Linked DNA regions of Mus musculus: all the other regions are linked to region 1. Evidence: chromatin contacts called from public HiChIP or PLAC-seq and Micro-C data. All regions are on one chromosome and are shown on one strand. The core of a region is the stretch at or near the end of the contact, and the rest is flanking DNA. Distances in the headings are between cores, read along the strand shown.

Region 1 (3,752 bases), core at 817-3,316:
CTTGGGCTAGGATTAGGTCTGATATACGTATAAACGAGGATGATCCAGTTATTTTGTATGAGATGATATTCTTCGTCCTGGGCACCAGTGAATGATGGATAGAGGATGGCAAGAAAGCATATTACATGTATATGAACATTTGGGTATATATGTAGATTGTTTATGTGTATAAGTGTGTATGTGTATACATATTTGTACATGTATGTGTATAATGTATATGTGTATATATGTATATGACAAATATGTATGTAGAGGGATATTATAAATTCACTTTTCAGTAGGCTATCCTTTGTAAAACAAGTTGAAGAGACATGTATTTAGGTTTTTTAAAAAAGATATTTACAAGTATCTGTTTAGTTCTTGAGTTCTAGGTAGTGACTAGAATTTGAATAATGAAAGGTGTGTTTAGTCACATCACATGTCCAGTTACATGCCCAGTCATATGCCCAGTCCGTCAGTCACATGACCATTTACATGACAGTCACATGACCAGTCAGTTACATGCCCAGTCAGTCATCCACATGCCCAGTCAGTCACATGCCCAGTCACATGACAGTCACATGCCCAGTCACACGACAGTCACATGCCCAGTCACATGACCAGTCTGTCACATGTCTAGTCAGTTACATGCCCAGTCACATGCCTAGTCACACTCATTTGGTTCTGAGTTTGAGAAACATGGTTTCATATAATAGCCATGTGCTTAGTCAGGTGTTTTAAAGGCAAGCAAGAACAGTGTTCTTGCTTTGTGCTGAGAACTCCTGATAATGTCAACCATGGACTGAAGATGGGCTCATTTCCACGCAGCCCTTCAAAGTCTTAACGAAATTAACTGTGTTCAGCTGGCCATGGTGCTGCACACCTGCAATCCCCAGCAGTTGGAAGGCTGAGGCAAGGGATTGTGAGTTCAAAGCCAGGAGAAGCTATGACTAGGCTAGATGCTAACACTCTTTGGGAACAAGGGTATGGTAGAGTGAAACCCTGTCTGTAGCCCAGGCTGGCCTCAAACTGACTGCTTGCAGTCCTCCTGACTCAGTCTTCAAGAGTGTTGGGATTCTAAGTGTGAGCTAACAAGCGAACCAAATGAAATCAAATCAAATCAAACAATCAACCTTAATTCAGTGTGATATCTCTTAAAAGGACCTAGAATTATGCGTTTTTTTAAAAATATATGTTCAAGTTCCTATTCCATTTTCTTCATTCTTTGTAGCTTAATGTTACTTACTCATTCAGTAAAAGTGAAGTTTTCTGTATGTTCAGAAAAACAGAAAGAGTACCTGGGAAGAGGCAGATGGAGAGACACAGAGGACTCCTGTAGCCTTTGCCCCATAGTCTTTTAGCAAAATCTAACATGAACATTTCTATACCTGAGTGAAGACCAGTCCACTGCAAGTCTGTGTGGGCCGCCAAAGAGGCTATTTCACACGAAGGATAGGTCCTTTATTCTGAATAAAAGGCACCCTTTTGCAAATGCTTTTATTTGATTCTTAAATCCGGGCCAGTGTTTTGACGTGGAGAAGGGGCATGCCATGTAAGGCCCCTTGTGGGTCCTAATATACGACAGTATTCAGGGAAGCTAAATGATCCAGCATCACAGATTACAACTAAGATTACAGCCCCTGTGAGAGCCAAGAGCCTGTCAGGTCTGCCGGGCTTCCGTCTGTGTAGTGCTGGGCACTGCTGTGAGCAGAAAGAATGTCTAAGCTTAATTTCCTAGTGTTTCTAGGCCCCCGTGATTGAGTTAGTAGTCCCTGGATCTAGTCAGTTCACACTAGTTACAGCTGGTAATCCACACTCTCACTAGTCTCATGTCCTGCTTTCTTAGTCTTGCTGCCAATGAATGATGCCTCTCTGTTTAATGGTCAAGAAGATGAGCGCAAAGGCAATGTCTCCCAGCTGGTAGTGAGAATGTGTCCCTCAAATGAGTAGCTCTCTTGGCATCCTCACTGTTTCTGGTCATGGGAATATTAGGAGTGTGATCCTACATTCCTGTGCCTACACATCAGTGGAGCAGGAACGTGGCTGTGGTTAGGAGTCTGTTCCCAAGTGCCAGCAAATCACATGACTGTCATTTCACAACTGAATAATCGTGGGCTCTCCCCCTGAGCACCAGCGCCCTGAAGGCTGTCTGTACTGGCTAACTGAACAGGGATGCTACATAGCTGATTCCGAGCACTGATCAACAGCTCAAAGCCAGGGAAGATCCAGTGTGTCTTCCTACTGGGGACCAGGTAGTTTCCTTGGTAGGAAGCTAATTCCCAACTTTCAGATCCACTTGGAACATGAGAGTCTCTTGTTCACGTTGGTTCATCACCCTGGAAGAAAGCCACAAACATATATAGACAATTCAGCCTGGATTTCTGTTGTAGCTTTCCTCAGACTGGAAAACACCTGATCCAAAAGGCTCGCAGTGAGTCAGAATGCAGTCAGGAGGCCTGGAGTTGAAACCTGTAGGGTCCCTACTAATGTCATTGAATTATGTCCCCTCTCTTCAAATTAACCAGTTTTAAAATAATAATATTAAAATAATAATTCAACCAGGTTTAGTGGTGCATACCTTTAGACCTAGCACTCCAGTGGCAGAGGCAGACAGATCTTTGCGAGTTCAAGGCCACCCAGAGCTATGTACTGAGCCCCTCCCTCAAGTTAAGGTGAGTACATTTAGAGACATTGCATTTTAAAGAGAGAATTAAGTTAAAAGGCTATTACGGTGGGTTCTAATCTACTCACATTGAAGTCCAAAGGAAACTTAAACCCAGAGACAATAGAAGAGAAGCAAGACAGTGTAAGCCTGCAATCCCAGCATCCATGCAGAGGAGGGGACAGTCAAGGTCATCTTTGAAAATGTAATAAGATCTCCAAAAGCACGCAAAAGGCAAGAGACTACAGGAATATGTGTGTGCATACAGAGAAAATGACACATAGGTTGCTGAGGGGAGGGCATGAGGAGGAGGAAATCTCCTGCAATAGAGAATAAGGGCTTCAGAAAAAACCCAGCCCAATAGCATCTCAACCTTGACTTGTAGCCTCTAGAACAGGGGAAAATAACTCCAGTTCTTTGAAGTCAACAGTGTATATGCTGTTATGACAGAGTAAGTGAGCTAACACAGTCCTCTGGACAATCGGGTGTCCCTGCACATGTCCTTGAGGTCTCTGAGATGAGCTTTTCTTCACCACTTAATCTGGAAAGTATGGATTTATAGTCTGCAAAGGGTCGGGGCTGCCTCTACCTGGCAAGTATCATTCCCCCAGAATGACCAGCAGGTGGCGCAGGATCTCCAAACATAGGTTCTGGCCAGGGATCCTTTGAATCCTAAATGTTACAAGCTCACTACTACTGTGTCTTTCACGTGGGACGGATGGGAAATTTTGGCCTTTGTCTGAGAGTTCTGTGTTCTTCAACCCCGCTTCCCAACTTCACAACTTCGTTGTGTGGATATATAAGAGGTTTCCTATCCCTACTCCCCCAAATGTTTCTCTTTCGACCTCTTTACTCTTTCCTTTATGATACCTTTCCTTTGCCAAATACACGACACTGCTCTAAGCAGCCATTGCTCTGAACACTTTCCATATACTATCTTTCTGATTGATCCTGTTTCACAGGGAAGAGTAGCTGACAGACAAGGAATTGTAGTCAGTTAAGATCATCAAGCGTCCCAACTAAAAGTAGAAGGACTTTTGTACCACAACCAGCTAATACAATTTTTTTCTAAAAAAGTGATTTGATCAATAAGACTATTTCAACTCATGGC
Region 2 (3,752 bases), core at 668-3,167, 130 kb before region 1:
CCAATCCAACCATCATGCACTCCACCCACCACCTAGTTTTTCTTCCCAAGCCATCTCTGCCTCATCTGTTCTTTCTGTAGAGTGCAGACCAGAGGCTGGGTGTCCATTTGCATCAACCACCAACTCACTGCTGAGGCTTTGCTTGCTCTCTCCTGCTCAGAACCTGGAAATTTGAATATTTAGAGCTCACAGCTACGTCCAGGACTTTTAAGGTCTCTCCCCCGCACCTCCCCCCCGCCCCCCTGCAGTGCCTTAATTCTATTTACATTTGTTTCTTATAAGAACTAAGAAATATCCTTTTCTCCATCAAATTCAGGACTGTGTCTTGGTTTGGATTCCCCCAGGGGAGGAACAAAGAGTAAAAGAAGGCATTGAGTTAAATTAACTTATGTGTAGCCAGGCAGTGGTGGCACATGCCTTTAATCCCAGCACTTGGGAGGCAGAGGCAGGCGGATTTCTGAGTTCGAGGCCAGCCTGGTCTACAAAGTGAGTTCCAGGACAACCAGGGCCTCACAGAGAAACCCAGTCTCGGAAAAAAAAAATGTTATGTGTGATGGGATCCCGGTGCAGAAGTGAAGGAGTAGAGAGGGGCTCCTACTCCTAGATAATTCCCAAGAAGATATCTGCAACTGGAATCTGTTTGCAAAGGAAAAATTGGTTTTTCCCAGTGAACTCTCACTGGCTGTATTATCCACAATTAAGGGCAGGACCCCAAGCCCAGCAGTAGCTGGACAGCACAAAACAAACTCAAGGGTTGGTATCTTTGAAGACTTCTTTTCTCATATTAGTTTGATTTGGGCATTTTTGGGGGAGTCTTACTGGTCTTTTGTTTGTATATTTCAGTTTCTGATTTTCTGCTTTTGTGGCTGTGCCTGTGTGTTATTGTTTTTGTTTTGTTTTGTTTTCTTTTGTTTTTTTTAGTTTTGGTTATTTGTTTTGTTCATCTGACTGTTTTCTAAAGGAAGAGAATAAAAGGCTGTGGAGTTAGGTGGGTAGGATCTGAGGGGTTGGGGAAGGGAAAATATGATCAGGACATGGTGTAAGAAAAGTTAACTCCAATTAAATTACATGTGGACACTAGAAATAGTCCTAATAATGATTTGCAAAGTCACCCTAGAGACACAGCACAGGGGAGAAACCTGAGCCCAAGAGGGGAAGGAGGATAATGTATGTGCATAATCATACCAGTTACTTCTTCCAGCCTGAAGATCAGTCTTGCAGAGAGCTCTGAACTATGGCACAGAACACATATCAGGGGCTGGTGAGGTGGTTCACTGGGTAAAAAACACTTACACACAAACCCAGAGTTCTGGCCTGAGTTTGATTGCCAGAATGCAAGGTGGAAAGAGATTCAAACTCCCAAAAGTGATCCTCTGATCACCATGGTCCTTATGAGCAATCTCTCTCTCTCTCTCTCTCTCTCTCTCTCTCTCTCTCTCACACACACACACACACACACACAAACACACACACATATTTTATTAATCCTATTTGAGGTCTCAAATGCAGGGCAATGAAGCCAGGATATTTTCCCCCTGACTTCCCGTCTGTTACATTATCTCCTTCTTCCTTCCCTCCTCATATTCTCAATGAATCCAGAGGCAAGGGATCATAAATAGGCCCAGCAGCAGCTTTCGGCAACCAGAAGTCACTGCTGAGCAGGCAGGCAGGTAAACCACCTGGGACAAAGAATGGCAACAGTCTTTCAAGAGGTTCATAGAAGGCTGGGTCTGCTGCTGTAACAAGAACAAGCTCGGAGGTGCTTCAGTCTTCAGTGTCCATGCGCAAAGCTCTGGTGATGAAGACTTCCAGGAACTTGCAATTTGTAGCATGGCAACAAAACCATCTCCTGATACGTGTTAGTGCCAAGCAAGCCAAACAGCAATCAAGTGTTTCTCTGATTCCCTCAGGGTTCTAGAAGTGAAACATTTCCTTCCTGCACACACATCCCTTTCTCCCAGTGGATTTCTTTCCTCTATTCTAGCTGCCCCTTCTCAGACTTTTGAAAAGGCAATTATAACTACTCTTCCCATCCATGAAAACACTAAATTTGTATGTATTTTTGTGTACCATGGAATGCTTACACACACACACACACACACACACACACACACACACACACACACACACATAGTATAGACTTCAGTGACACTAACTGTGCCTTATTTGCTTTTAAGCTAAACCAGAAATCCTCATGACTGTGGAAAACAGCACCATGGATGTCTTAGGAGAGGTGAGTCACAGCGAATTCTTTGAATACCCATACTATTACATGCCAAGCTGTGTCAGATTGCCTGGCTGCCAGGAACATTCCCTCAAAAGACCTTATTCCTTGGCCCTTAGCCACTTAACTGCTGCTGTGAAGGCAAGCTGAGGTGACTGGAAACTGCAGAGAAATCCTGGCTTTGACTTACTGCTCTCAGAAGGCGTGGGCTGAGGCCTTAGGTCTTACTTTCCTGGTGTGTGTGTGTGTGTGTGTGTGTGTGTGTGTGTGTGTGTGTGTGTGTGTAGAAAGGGGGTTCAATTGTTTAAATGTCTCTGAGATTAAAAACTGAGGGAAAGTGGGACAAAAACCAGTGTGAGTCCTGGTGGAAGTTGACTTTTAATTTGTTATTCTCCCGAGTTCTCCTTCCCATTGCCTTGAGAAGAGGAATGGGGCCCTCCCGTCCTCCTCCCAAACCTGCCTATTTCCCTGGCAATAAGAGAAAGGGCGGGAGAAAGGGAGAAGCAGAACACGATGCTCTGAGTTTGCCCCTTCAGAGTAGCTCTTGGCCTCTAGTCACTGCATCCGAACACATTACTTCATTTCTCTGTAGTCAGTTCTCCATTTATATGACATACCAAATAATAATATCTGCTTGTTGTGGTCAATAATGAAATCAATGTCTGAGTAATTCTTAAAGGAGTATGTGGCATGAAGGAAAATGGTCAATAAATATTGCTGCTGTTAGCAATGCTATTCTGGGGGGAGTGTGGTTTTGGTTTTTTTGTTTGCTTTTGGTTTTTTGGTTTTTTGTTTTTTTGTTTTTTGTTTTGTTTTGGTTAGGTTTTTTAATACACATTTTCTTTGTGTAGCTTGTGCTATCCTGGAACTTGTTTTGTAAACCTCACACTGCCTCTGAATCCCAAGTGCTGGGATTAAAGGCATGCACCACCATGACCCACAACACTATTGCCTGTTTTAATTTGCTGTCTTGTGACTTCACCTAAGCTTTTCAAAACCCAAAGTAAAATAAACATTCTCATGTATTTTCTGTTACGTGGTATGAAAAAAATATATTTTACCTGCTTTTCACCCTGAGAATATTATGATTTTTGTTCTTCTGGATATCAGTAATGTAGTTCCATAGCTTCGTATAAACCATAACTCAAATTCTGTGTGTTGACCCTGAATGACCATAACATATATTATCCAAGTATCTGTGTCTATTAATTGGTATTATAATGTTTAACATAATAAGGACAGATTTAATCATTTAAGTTCTGTTCCAATTAAGTCCTAAGTTTATCAATGGGCTTCACTCATTTTAGTGGCTTCAATAAAACAAATAACCCAACAATACAGATATCAATAGATGTTTTTGCTTCTTCTTAGAACCTCTTGCAGATGCTTGGAGCCAGTGATTCTGAGTAAGATGACATCAGAGCAGATATGAAACAATAAAATCAGGTCCAAGAATCCCAGCTGAAAATTTAAAAAGGAATGCTCCGCCTTGCATTTCACAAGTCGTAAAATTTCCCCTTCAGTACCC
Region 3 (3,752 bases), core at 431-2,930, 95 kb after region 1:
TTTGTCTCTGTAACTCCTTCCATGGGTGATTGTTTCCAATTCTAAGAAGGGACAACTTTGGTCTTCATTCTTCTTCAGTTTCATGTTTTGCAAATTGTACCTTATATCTCACTATACTAAGTTTCTGGGCTAATATCCACTTATCAGTGAGTACATATCATTTGAGTTCTTTTGTGATTGTGTTACCTCACTCAGGATGATGCCCTCCAGGTCCAACCATTTGCCTAGGAATTTCACAAATTCATTCTTTTTAATAGCTGAGTAGTACTCCATTGTGTAAATGTACCACATTTTTTTGTATCCATTCCTCTGTTGAGGGGCATCTGTGTTCTTTCCAGCTTCTGGCTATTTCAAATAAGGCTGCTATGAACATAGTGGAGCATGTGTCCTTCTTACCCGTTGGGACATCTTCTGGATATATGCCCAGGGGCCTAGCAAACACAGAAGTGGATGCTCACAGTCAACTATTGGATGGATCACAGGGCCTCCAATGGAGGAGCTAGAGAAAGTATCCAAGGAGCTAAAGAGATCTGCAACCCTGTAGGTGCAACATTATGAACTAACCAGTACTCCGGAGCTCTTGTCTCTAGCTGCATATGTATCAAAAGATGGCCTAGTCGGCCATCACTGGAAAGAGAGGCCCATTGGACTTGCAAACTTTATATGCCCCAGTACAGGGGAACACCAGGGACAAAAAAATGGGAATGGGTGGGCAGGGGAGGGGGGTGAGGGGGGAACTTTTGGGATAGCATTGGAAATGTAATTGAGGAAAATACGTAATAAAAAAAACAGAAAAAAAAAGAATAGAGCAGAGAAGCAGATGGTTCATGCATGGGATAGAGAAACAGAGCAACAGGCATTCTCCACCGAAGAGACATGTAGAATAAATAAACTTCCTATTCTGTCAGTCCTAAGTGCGACATCCTACTGTTCACTTGGTCTTCTCGTTCTGGACTCACTGAGATCGTTAGCCTCTGAGATACTAGGAAAGGAAAGGAAGACTAGAGTACACTCAGCTCCTCTGCGGTATGGAGACTTAATTTTTAAAATAATTATTTGGGATGAAACTTGGGCTATCTTTAATTTCAATCATCTATCTCTTTTTTTCTGCATGTTTATTATTATTTATATTACTATATCATAAAATTAAGTATTTGATGGTCTTACCAAATAAGTCTTTTAAATAAAGCATAAAAGTGTACACTCGGATATAATTCCTTCATTATGATCTTTGCTGGAAGTGAAAAGATTAAGCCCAAGATGTTTTAGGTTAAGTTCCCTCATAAAAAAAAATCTCCATTTGTGTTTCAAAAGTGGTTTGTGAAGGCACATAAGTGAACTTAAGTACTTATGCCATTTCCCTCTTTTGCTTTAAAAACTAAGGAATTTTGACAACTTAAGAAGAAATTGCACCCAACATTTCCCCACAAGAACTGAGAGTTCTGCAAAGGGAGGTATGTATGTATGTATATGTATATATATAGTAACAACAAGAGCATAATAGCATTAGTGGGACAAAGGGGAAACCCTTGAAGACCAGTAGAAATGTCATAAGTGTGTCCCATGCCAAGGTAGGAATGCAAGAACTCTGCCATTCCACATTCCTTCGGCATTTCTGCCTAGAGGTGTGGCCATGTGGTAATAGAGTGGAAGCGATTTCATCAGCTGAACCGGAGCCCTCTTGGCACAGGGTTCTATGTCTCTCTATTCCAGCAAGCAGCCTACCCCCTGGGAGCAAAGCAGGCTGCATATCTGTAATTTCTAATTATAGGACGGCACCCAGACAAGACTTAGCTGGTGGTTGGGAACTACCCTTCATCATTAATCCCTTTACCTGGTACAAGCTCAAGTCCACACATTGGCAAAGAGAACTCATTATTATAGCATTTGGAGGCTTCCATTCAAAACTGGAAGCTTTGGGAAGAACGATGCTAACACATGTGTTTAAAGATCAATAGATATCTACTTATTTGTTCAGAACTAATGTAAAGCAATATAATCCCTTTTATCTTATTAGTATGGTCAGGAAAGAAACACAGTCTGAATGTTTCCAAGGACTAAACTTAATACTTTAAGGCAGCCAACATATGATGCATGGGTTTATAGGTGCCCCTCCTCTTCCTTCTTCACCTGGTCTAGTCACTCTGCAAGCACACCCGTGGCACCTTGGACTGTTGGCACCAATGTATTGTGGTACTAATCTGCGAACTCAAGTGAGCAATTGATTAGAACCTACATGATTTTAAAGGAACCATGAGTAAAAGACGTATGTCAGTGTTTGGTTAATATTGAATGGATGATCCAAAGCAAAGGATATCACAAAGATGAATCCTTTCTGCTATTCTTTAATTATATTTTTCAGAATTAAATGTTACTCTATGAATCTGGGGAGGGTGTAGCTTGGTAAATAAATTGTTTGCTGTTTAAGAGTGAGGGCAGGCAGCCATGGTGGCCTTCCTGTGATCCCAGTGTACAGGAGATAAAGATGTAAGATTTCTAGGGCCAAACTGTCCAGTTTGACTAGATCAATTGATGAACTTGAAACTTAGTAATAAACTCTGCCCTAGTAAAGAAAGTGAAGCACAGTTGAAGAAGATGCCTGATGTCAACCCCAGGCCTGTGGAACACACGCACACACACACACACACACACACACACATTCATGTATACACACACATGCATATACACACATGCATACATACAGAGACACACACTAATGGGCTCCAATACATATACCACTCACATACATACAAACACACACACCTCACCACCACCACACCACCAAATATATACATGTAGAGAAATCTCATCTCAAAAATAAAACTGAAAGTTGAAATAAATGTTATATAAATTCACTCTTTACATTTATATAGCTGAAATTTGGCTAAGGATATACTAATTTGACCATATATGTACCGGTTGTTTTTGGTTGGTTGGTTGGCTGATTGGTTGTGTGTGTGTGTGTGTGTGTGTGTGTGTGTGTGTGTGTGTGTGTGTGTATGTGTGTGTGTGTGCGTGCGTGCATGTATGTGTGTGTATGTGTGATTTCAAAGGCTATTACAAACTGTTTTGATGATCGTTTAATTTTAAGTGAGAATAAACAACAGTTTGGAGTGTGCACTTAAAGCTAACCTAAAGATCGTGTTAAAGCTGTTGATGAACGTTGTCAAAAGAAATGCTTTTTAAGTGATGTGAAGCTTTTTATAAAACCCAGAGCTATCTGAATGGGAGTCGGTGAGACAGGCCCAAATTTCTCCCTTGTTCGATGGTTGTGGGCTATACATCCTTAGATGAGTTTTAACTCCGGAAGTCCCAGTTTTCTCATAAGGTGGAAGAGGATACGAGGCCTTGCCTGAATTTTCAGTTCCTGAGGCTCAGGGCATAAACATAATCAGATGATAAGATTGAAATGACCTAGTACCTGTCACAGGGTTTGAAGGGACTGGAACACAAAAAGCATCCTTTACCCAAACATGCTTGGAAACAATGAGGAGATAAACACGGAAGTCTGGCAGAGGGAGATAAAAACGCCACCTCCATTACTTAAAAGCTAACAAAGTTTGGCGCAGCTTAAGTACCCGAAAAGCAGGCCCTGCTAAAGACCCACCCCATGAAGAGGTGCTCTCAGCCACCTTGCCCTGACCACAAGGGGATTTCGTGTGTACAGTGCTTCAAAGGAGCCAGCAACTGTAACTTCTATGGCCAGCTGGCCCCCAGCTATGACGAATTAGTTTGTTTTCCAACACAGCAAT

The links. A called contact is a pair of places that touch in the nucleus more often than the background predicts. HiChIP or PLAC-seq counts read pairs in DNA pulled down with a chosen protein or histone mark.
Region 2: a contact with region 1 is called in a Micro-C map of the HL-1 cell line, with 5 times the contacts expected there. The contact joins two enhancer-like sites. A contact is called at or near these places in 1 of 39 promoter capture datasets (liver), 12 of 484 Hi-C or Micro-C datasets (the HL-1 cell line, the P5424 cell line, double positive thymocytes and 5 more), 1 of 115 datasets of contacts at active chromatin or transcription factors (CD8 T cells) and 1 of 9 other capture datasets (liver).
Region 3: a contact with region 1 is called in a KLF4 HiChIP or PLAC-seq map of embryonic fibroblasts, with 10 read pairs. The contact joins two enhancer-like sites. A contact is called at or near these places in 16 of 39 promoter capture datasets (the 3T3-L1 cell line, 3T3-L1-derived adipocytes, cranial neural crest and 9 more), 1 of 15 datasets of contacts at CTCF or cohesin (the NIH/3T3 cell line), 19 of 484 Hi-C or Micro-C datasets (the AML12 cell line, the C2C12 cell line, the HL-1 cell line and 11 more), 6 of 115 datasets of contacts at active chromatin or transcription factors (embryonic fibroblasts, extraembryonic endoderm stem cells, kidney and 3 more) and 3 of 9 other capture datasets (adipose tissue, liver and pancreatic islet).

What each region holds. Positions count from the first base shown.
Region 1 is chr16:45,967,200-45,970,951 of GRCm38.p6, reverse strand. All of the region lies in intron 3 of Plcxd2 (phosphatidylinositol-specific phospholipase C, X domain containing 2), which reads left to right. Gm15638 (predicted gene 15638) reads right to left here. Exons shown (of 3, transcript NR_152226.1): 3 at 1-2,315. Among named protein-coding and RNA genes, the nearest start is that of Gm15638, 23 kb to the right of the region's middle. Within about 2 kb of position 2,066, at least 73 of the 459 cell types and tissues checked have an H3K27ac peak or open chromatin away from gene starts, as enhancers often do. A contact at or near this core is called in the C2C12 cell line, the HL-1 cell line, embryonic fibroblasts and 1 more, where this site is marked.
Region 2 is chr16:46,093,221-46,096,972 of GRCm38.p6, reverse strand. Cd96 (CD96 antigen) reads left to right here. Exons shown (of 15, transcript NM_032465.2): 5 at 2,178-2,233. Among named protein-coding and RNA genes, the nearest start is that of Cd96, 25 kb to the left of the region's middle. Within about 2 kb of position 1,917, at least 76 of the 459 cell types and tissues checked have an H3K27ac peak or open chromatin away from gene starts, as enhancers often do. A contact at or near this core is called in the HL-1 cell line and embryonic fibroblasts, where this site is marked.
Region 3 is chr16:45,871,504-45,875,255 of GRCm38.p6, reverse strand. It overlaps a transcript of Phldb2 not described here. Among named protein-coding and RNA genes, the nearest start is that of Phldb2, 29 kb to the right of the region's middle. Within about 2 kb of position 1,680, at least 33 of the 459 cell types and tissues checked have an H3K27ac peak or open chromatin away from gene starts, as enhancers often do. A contact at or near this core is called in the C2C12 cell line, embryonic fibroblasts and pancreatic cancer cells, where this site is marked.